Linked DNA regions of Mus musculus: region 1 is linked to region 2. The links are chromatin contacts, called in public Hi-C maps. All regions are on one chromosome and are shown on one strand. The core of a region is the stretch at or near the end of the contact, and the rest is flanking DNA. Distances in the headings are between cores, read along the strand shown. Region 1 has its middle 14 kb from the start of Ntsr2. Region 2 has its middle 58 kb from the start of Lpin1.

The links. Hi-C and Micro-C count contacts between places; a contact is called where the count stands out from the background.
Region 1: a Hi-C map of the N1E-115 cell line shows a contact between it and region 2, with 3 times the contacts expected there. The contact joins two enhancer-like sites. A contact is called at or near these places in 1 of 484 Hi-C or Micro-C datasets (the N1E-115 cell line), 1 of 115 datasets of contacts at active chromatin or transcription factors (bone marrow-derived macrophages) and 3 of 9 other capture datasets (adipose tissue, embryonic stem cells and liver).

Annotation. Positions count from the first base shown.
Region 1 is chr12:16,637,681-16,641,753 of GRCm38.p6, forward strand. It overlaps a transcript of Lpin1 not described here. Among named protein-coding and RNA genes, the nearest start is that of Ntsr2, 14 kb to the right of the region's middle. Within about 2 kb of position 1,556, at least 7 of the 459 cell types and tissues checked have an H3K27ac peak or open chromatin away from gene starts, as enhancers often do. A contact at or near this core is called in the N1E-115 cell line, where this site is marked.
Region 2 is chr12:16,529,249-16,533,486 of GRCm38.p6, forward strand. No RefSeq gene overlaps it. Among named protein-coding and RNA genes, the nearest start is that of Lpin1, 58 kb to the right of the region's middle. Within about 2 kb of position 2,928, at least 209 of the 459 cell types and tissues checked have an H3K27ac peak or open chromatin away from gene starts, as enhancers often do. A contact at or near this core is called in the N1E-115 cell line, where this site is marked.

The DNA of each region.
Region 1 (4,073 bases), core at 306-2,805, 110 kb after region 2:
CTCTCTCTCTCTCTCTCACACACACACACACACACACACACACACACACACACACACCACTGGTTCTCGGAAGCACCAGCAAGTCAAAACACAGAGTGTAATTCTGACACTACAGAAAGTCAGACTTCATTTCTCACAAGAACTCGGTGTAATTAGAATAATCCTTTCCAGCCCTGGCCAGGCGTCATCACCAGAGCTGTAAGAAAACAGGGCTGCCTGTTCTATACACTCAGATTCTACATCATCTGGCTGCTCTGTGAGCAGTCCTGACTGTCCAGGGCTGACATGAGCAGAAGATGCCCAGCTCTGCCTATAAAGCATGATGACCAAGCAGGCCACACCCATAGTCAGCACTCAAGACTAATGTCCTATTTCAAGTCTTCCTTCCTGTGGGAATTTCCAGAAATGGGATCCCCGAAAAGTCACTCTCCTGCGGCTCTTCATGTGCACACCCCATCTGCTATCACCCCCTAAGAAGGCTCCTGCTAGGGTCAGCAGAAAATGACCATCACTTCAGAGACATTAGATCTCTAACTCAGGCTGGAGAATTAGCACACATGAAAGTCAGGTCCCATGCTTCACGTGCAGAGAGAAACAGGAAGGCAGCATCTCTAGTAGAGAGAGCAGAGTCTTTGGAAATAGGTGACCCTCCATGGAAACAGCATGGCTGCCAGATGAGACAGCTGAGAGAGAGACAGACAGACAGAGGGGTGCGTGCATGCGCACACACACACAAATGAAATACTAATAAAACTCTCTCAGGTCATCTGTGTGTGACTAATTGTCATTGTAGGGTCTCTCTCTCTCTCTCTGTGTCTGTGTGTGTGTGTGTGTGTGTGTGTGTATGTGTATGTGTCTGTGTGTCTGTGTGAGTGTGTGTGTGCATGTGTCTGTGTGTATGTGTGTGTGTCTGTGTGTGTGTTTGTGTGTGTGTCTGTGTGTGTGTCTGTGTGTGTGTGTCTGTCTGTCTATGTGTGTCTGTGTGAGTGTGTGTGTGCATGTGTCTGTGTGTATGTGTGTGTGTCTGTGTGTGTGTGTGTCTGTGTGTGTGTCTGTGTGTGTGTGTCTGTATGTGTGTGTCTCTCTGTGTGTCTGTGTGTGTGTGTCTGTCTGTCTGTGTGTGTCTGTGTGTGTGTTTTACATTTTTATTTACTATTACATGGTGCACATTAGGGGCTGAGGTCAGAGGACACTTTCAGGAGTCAGGTCTCCCCTTCCACCACGTGAGCCTAGAGAAATAAATGCAGATAATCAAGTTTGGCAGCAAGTGCCTTTATGCATGAAGCCCTCTTGCCTGGCCCCACTGTTGGATTCTTAGGCAGGGATAGAGCAAAATATGGAAAATGGCAGATATAGTACCCAACGTGAACGTTTACACAGTACACAATAATAAACCAGATACATCACTTTAAAGCGCTCTGGATCACCAAAAACCCAAGAATAACTCATGTCTGCAAAATGCTGTTTCCCAAATTGATGGCTTACATTCATGTTGACGCACGTTCTCTCTCTCCATGTACTGACGCCATGGCCATTTCTAACTGTGTAAAAGCTAGACACTCGAGCTCGGCTCGCTTCACCAGCCACTGCAAAGTGTCTATCAGATGGCTATTAATAAACTTGGTTTCTGCTGAGGTCAAATCCGGTAAAAGAACAGACGAGCCAAGTCTCCCCTCCCCCACCCTTTTCATTTTGAACCAGTTTAAACCACTTCATTCTTAGATGAAGAGAATTCATTTAAGAAGTTCAATAAAACTCTTATTGTTAGCTGAAGTTGTTTTAGGTATTGATTCATGTTTCATTTGTTAAAGATGGCCATTCCTTACTGAAGAATAAATGAGTTCCCTCAGCAAGACCCGGCCTGAGAATCTTGTGACACCGCCCTCTAGAGGCTAGTTCTGAGCCAGACCACCAGAGCCTTATTCAGAATCACCTAGATCATCAATGGCTCTAAGCTGAGGGTGAGACCCCTTTGGGAATCAAACAACCCTTTCACCTGGGTGGCCTGGACCATCAGAAAACACAGATAGTTATGTTACAGTGTACAACAGTACCAAAATTACAGGTATAAAATAGCAATGAAAATAACGTTACGGCTAGGGGCCACCACCGCGTGAAGAACTGTATTAAAGGGTTGCAGCATTAAGAAGGTTGAGAACCACTGCCCGAGATCACTCCTATAAAGGGCTGCCCTTGAGGAGAAGGTAGGGGAGGGGACAAATAAGAAACAGGCGAGGCCCGAGAAGTCTAACAAGGCAGCGAAGCAAAGCAGAGCCCCTGGTGTGGCTGTGAAGGGGGCTTTCATGGGAAGGCTGGCGTCTGCTACTCCATGCCAAAAAGAATGGCAGCCATGGCTGCAAAGTGAAAGACATGAGGATGCCTCCAGGATGTTAACTTCTCTGGGGGGGTGCAGTACTGAAACCTTGGCTCATCCCCACAACTATCCAACTCTGAGTCACCCTGGTCCCTTTTGTAAAAATCAAGATCAAAAAAAAAAAAAAGGTTGGAGAGCCATCCACTCCTGGCCTGGCCCTTGCTCCAGCAGACTCTCCTGCCTACGTCAGCATCATTCTTGGCACTAGCGAGCATTGGAGGTTGAAGCTCCAGCAACTGGAGGGACCCAGGGTCACCAGTGAGGTCAGCGTGAGCCTGAGACCTGCCTGGAGTTCACAAGCTTTGCGGGGCTTGTGGAACTTTCCACCGGTTCATGCTTTCCTCTCAGCTTCTTCTGATACAGTTTTTCATGAGAAGTTTTTTCTACAACCTTAAAAACAAAATCTTTTCTAAGACGAAATAGTAACCATCAGACTCCTCGCCAACATCACCTCATTCACCCTAGGACAAGGAATACAGACTCCTAGCACCATGCTTTCTGACTTGTTTTGCTTTGTTTTGGAGACGAGACCTCCATATGTAAACCGGGCTGGCTCAACTCATGATCCTTCTGCTCCAGCTTCCCAAGTGTCGGTATTATAGACACATCACCACACCCCAATTTGAAAGATTAAAAAACCCAAGACCACCGGAGCCCCCAAAACAGTTGTGTCAAGGACAGTAGCTTTGTTTAGAGGCAGCAGAGCAGTATTTCATCCAGGGACTATGGGTTCTAAAGCCGGGGTACCCTGTGTTCTCTAGCCAGAGCAGTGGTTCTCAACCTGTGGGTCATGACCCCCTCACAGGACTCACCTAAGACCCTTGGAAAAACGGTGATATTTGTGTTACAGTTCCTAACAGTATCAGAACTCCAGTTATGAAAATAATTTTATGGTTGAGGGTTCCCCCCCCCCCGATAGCATTAGGGAGGTTGTGAACCACTGACCTAGAGGAAACAATTAGACATCGAAAGTTGTGCCATCTCAACTTACTGGAGGGAAAGAGAGTGGAAGTACGGGCTGGAGGCCTGGAATGTCACAAGCTGAGATCGACAGAAACACTAGGCTCACTTAAAAGCGGTGTCTTCTTGTCTCTGGTAACTTAATTCCATAAAGCAATACAAAATCTATTTATATCAGAAACACAACTATGAAGCGAAGAAAATCTAGGTACATACTTTAAAGAAGAGAAGAGGTCCACCGTAGATTGTACAGTTATGGAGGTGGCAATAACTAAACCCCCGGGGGATGGGCAGGGCTGTGGTGGTTTCAGGGAGGAGTAGATCAGTGCCATGTCCATACAAGATGATGGCTATGCTCCGTGGAGCATCCAACAGACTGCCCCGCCTGCTCATTCCTAGGACTGACTTTAAGCCCTTACTCTAGTGAGATTTCTGGTTAGGTTACTGTTACTGTACTCTGTGATGAACAACTCAGGAAGGAAAGAGTTTACTTCAGCTTACAGTTGTATGTCATCACGGAAGGAAGTCAAGGAGTCAAGGTAGGAATTCAATGCAGGAACTTGGAGGCAGGAACTGAAGAGGGGGCCATGGAAGAGCGCTGCTTACTGGCTTGCTCCTCATGGCTTATTCAGGCTACTTGCTTATACAACACAGGACCACCTGCCCATAGGTGACATCACCCTGGGGCCCTTCCACACCAATACTTAATTTATAAAATGCCCCCAGAGATTTGCCGATG
Region 2 (4,238 bases), core at 1,678-4,177:
GGTCGAAGTTGAGGCTGCTGTCTGCTTCCTCTTCTCCACAGATGTCAAGGGTGTCTCGGGATGGATCCTTTTCTGCCAGGCTATGTAGCTTTCTGACCAGCTTGATGTCACAGAGGGAGAAGGTGACCATGCAGGTAAACTGATACCCCCTGAGGTTCCCACCCATCTCAAGAGCAATTTCTTCTCCAGAGACTTCAATGAATCATAATAGACCTGTCTTAGTTAGAGTTCCTCTTGCTGTAATAAAACACCATGGCCCAGAGCAACCTGGCAAGGAAAGGGTTTCTTTCAGCTACAGTTCCACAGCATAAGCCATCACTGAAGGAAGTCAGCGCAGGAACTCAAGGCAGGAACCTGGAGGCAGGAGCTGGTGCAGAGACCGTGGAGAGGTGCTGCTTACTGGCTTGCTCCCCCATGCTTCCTTAGCCTACCTTGTTATAGCACCCAGGACCACCAGCCCAAAAGTGGCACCAACCATGTCCAAACATCATCAAGAAAATACACCATAGGTTTGCTCACTGGCCAATCTGGTTGAAGCATCTTCTCTTCCAAAACGACTGTAGCTTATGCCAAGTTGACCAAACAACAAACAAACATAAGAATGAGCATAGACCTGAAGGATGTTGAGGTTGCTTGGCTATCCTACCCCACAATTCCTGCCACAGGTATCCATGGGAAAGAGGGGGAAGCAGGTTAAGTTCCTCAATTCCTAGAAAAAACTGCCATCCATTCTGGGATCCACCAAATGCCTGCAAAGTTCTTCCCTGATACCCACTTAGATGGCTCTCAGATCAAGTAAAAGCATGAAAAAGCTTAGAAGCATCTGTGGCTCCCAGAGATGGGATGGCCCACACATCCTCTTTGTTCTTTCTGGCGATGTGGAAATCTCAGGGCCTTATACATGCTAGGCAAGAGCTGCGCTAATGACTATCCATCCCCAGCCCCCAGTCAGCTCCTTTAACCAGTTAGACATTCTACCTTACAGCAGGCACCAGCAGCCATGCCTGTCTGTGAGTTCTCATCTCTCTTGGAAAGAGGAGCTCTCCTTGGTGGGAGCACTCAGCCTTGGTCCATAGGACCTACTTGTACCAGTACCATTACAGACTATGTCAGGGCTCCCTTCCTGTTGCTGTGAACAAACACTCTGACAAAACAAAACAAAACAAAACAAAACAAAAACAAAAGCAAAAAACAAACAAACAAACAAAAACCCACAACCACCTTAGGGGAGGAAAGTATTTATTGGCTTGCACTTCAAGGTCACAGGTCGCAGTCCATCATTGAGGGAAGTCAGGAAGGAATGTCTAGCAAGAACTTGAAGCAGACACCAGGATCGATGCTTCCTGGCTAGCTCTCTGGCTCACTTGGACTCATACTCAGCTAGATTTCCTTTGGTTTGTTTGTTTGTTTGTTTGTTTGCTTGCTTGCTTGCTTGCTTGTTTGTTTGTTTATTTAATGAAAGAAAGGGCCTCATCCAGGCATGGTGGTACACACCTTTAATCCCAACACTCAGGAGGCAGAAACAGGCAGATCTCTGGGAGTTCAAGGCCAACTTGGTCTACAACCCAGGCCCAGGGATAGAGCTACCCACAAAGAACTGGGTCCTTCTGCATCGGTGAATAATCAGGACAATCCCCCACAGTCATGCTCACAAGCCAATCTGTTCTGGGCAATTTCTCAGCTGGAGCTCTCCTCTCAGATGACTCTGGGCTGTGTCAAGTCGACCATTCAGGTTAACTTTAGAGTAAGCAGGAAGCCCCTCTCTCATCTTCAAGGTATCAGAGAGAGGAGGAATTACCCATCTTGGGCGGTCAAAGGAGATATTTAAAAGTCCCATGTCAACCTCAGATAGAAGCTAGTTCAACAGGAAGGTCAGGATTTGAGGCACTCGTCTCATATGCACAAGGCCCTGGGTTCCTTCCCCAGCACCAGACAGAAAATAAATCATAACTTCACCAACAGCAAGACACTCACATAAACATGGAATAACTGCTCATCCTCACTCTTAAAAGGTCAGTGTTTAATGACGATGACTGTCCTCCCTGCACAGAAGTTGAAAGAATCAAGGTGAGAAGTGAAACATCAAAGGCATCTCTTCTAAATCCAAATGTACCGTTTCTCAAGCCCACATCAGCTTTCCAGAATGTAGTAAGTACTAATGCTAACTGGAACTCTGACTACGGCTTTAGCTGCACTTAGTTCTAAGTGCATTTGGGCTTTACTAATGCTGAAGAGACTAGGGTTGTGCACAAAAAGAATTAAAGCAGAAAAACACGTTGGCTGGCTAGAGTAGTTGGCTACCATGAGTGAGGCCCTTAGTTCAATTTCCAGCACTGCTGTATGCCTGTAATGGAGGTGGTGGCAAGCAGGAAGATCCAAAAGTCAAGGCTGTCCTCAGTCACATAGCATGTTACAGCTCAAAATAACAGTAACATTTTGGGCTGCATATACATATATATATGTGTGTGTGTGTGTGTGTGTGTGTGTGTGTGTGTGTGTGTGTGTGTGTACACATACACGCTTCAGAGGACCTAAGCTTGATTCCCAGCAGTCACATTGGATCACTCAAAATCACACGTGACTCCAGTTCCAGGGGCATCCAGTCCCCTCTCCTGGCATCCACAGGCACCAGGCACACTCATGGTACTTACATACAAGCAGTCAAAATACTCATACACATAAATCGCTTTACAACTAACAGGGGTGGTGATAACTTGGTTCAGCTCCACAACATTTTGAAGATGAGTCTTTAAACTTGAGAAAACTGCCCTGTAGAATTTGCCCGCTTAGCCTTTGCTGGCTTATCCGAAGAAATAAATGTATAGAGAGCCCGTGAATTGGCCACTGGGGAAGAGCCTGATGAAATACACGTTGTTATTCAACCAATCCTATTACCATCATTATTTCCATGCTGCCTGGTAGACAGAACCCAAACTTCAGTCCAGATCTGAGTCACTTTCAGTCAGCTAAGGGATGGATCACCCAATCAGCTAATGCTGGGGGGTTGGTTTGATTTGGGGGGTTTTTTTTGTTGTTTTTTTGTTTGTTTTTTGTTTTTAGATAATCCTGAAAAATGGATCAAGATGACAAAGAACATTCTGGAAAGAAAGCACAAAGTCCTGAAATGAAAATATAACCCATTTCTTCTCAGCTTGGCTCTGCAGACCATCTCAGAAAAGGATGTTTTTACAGAGCAGAAACGTGACTGGCTGCACCTCCATTTACACTTCTTTGTTACAAAATGCATGTGACTTGTTGGGGTTCCAGCCTCGGGAGAAATCGGAGGCACTGGTGGTTACTTTCCGAAGTGAAACTTCCAACCACAACCTCCGGTGCACAAAAGGCGGAGTGAGTCACAGGAAGAGGCCACTTGCTTGCAAAATGCATTAAAAGTAATGCAGGCTGAATGGACTTCCTGCACCAATGAACAGATAGCTGGCATCGGGACAGGCTCCTCGAGGCTCCCAAACATTTCGGGGAGGACGAGACCATTAGAAATCTGGGCACATCCACCTCTACCCTGTTCCCTGCGTTCTCACTCTGCCCAGGCTGCCAGACCTGCTGTCTCCCAGGCCTGTGGCTCCCATCTGAGATTCCCCAGGAAGGCAGATCTGACTGGATGCTTCCACAGGGTCAGAAGGACACCTTGTGACTTAAGCAAGCACCTGTGGCTCGGTCTCCAAGATCCTTTAATACAAAGAGGTGAGGTGGTCTTTGTAGCAGCTTCTCCCGGTTTGAGCAAGTGGGGTGGAGCTGATGTGAGTCCTAGGCTGATAGCATTACAGCATTCCTGAGCTGGCCAGATGACAGACGTGAGCCCGGGCCTGGGCTGCAATGGTCCACAACATGTGAGTGCATCCGAACCCCATAGGACTTATTAAACTATTCTCGGAGGCCCACACCCACTGCTAGGGTCGGTAGGTCTAGGATAAGGTCCTAAACAATTTTATTTTTAACAAACTCCCAGGACAAACTCCCAGAACCTCCAGGGCCACAAAGAACAGATTTTAAATCTCAACAGACTGGCCTCCAAAGCTCACTTAAAGATTTGGGCCTCGGATTGAGCTCATCCAAGGGACATCCGCACTGAAACAGTCCCCTGAAGAAACTCCCCTGCCTCCACACAAATCCAACCCACAACCTGGCTGGTCTCCAAGCCTGGGACCACAGGGAAAGGCCTTTGTCAAAGCAGAGGCTGTTTTGAAAGGCTATTCGGTCAAACAAGAACCAACTGTGCC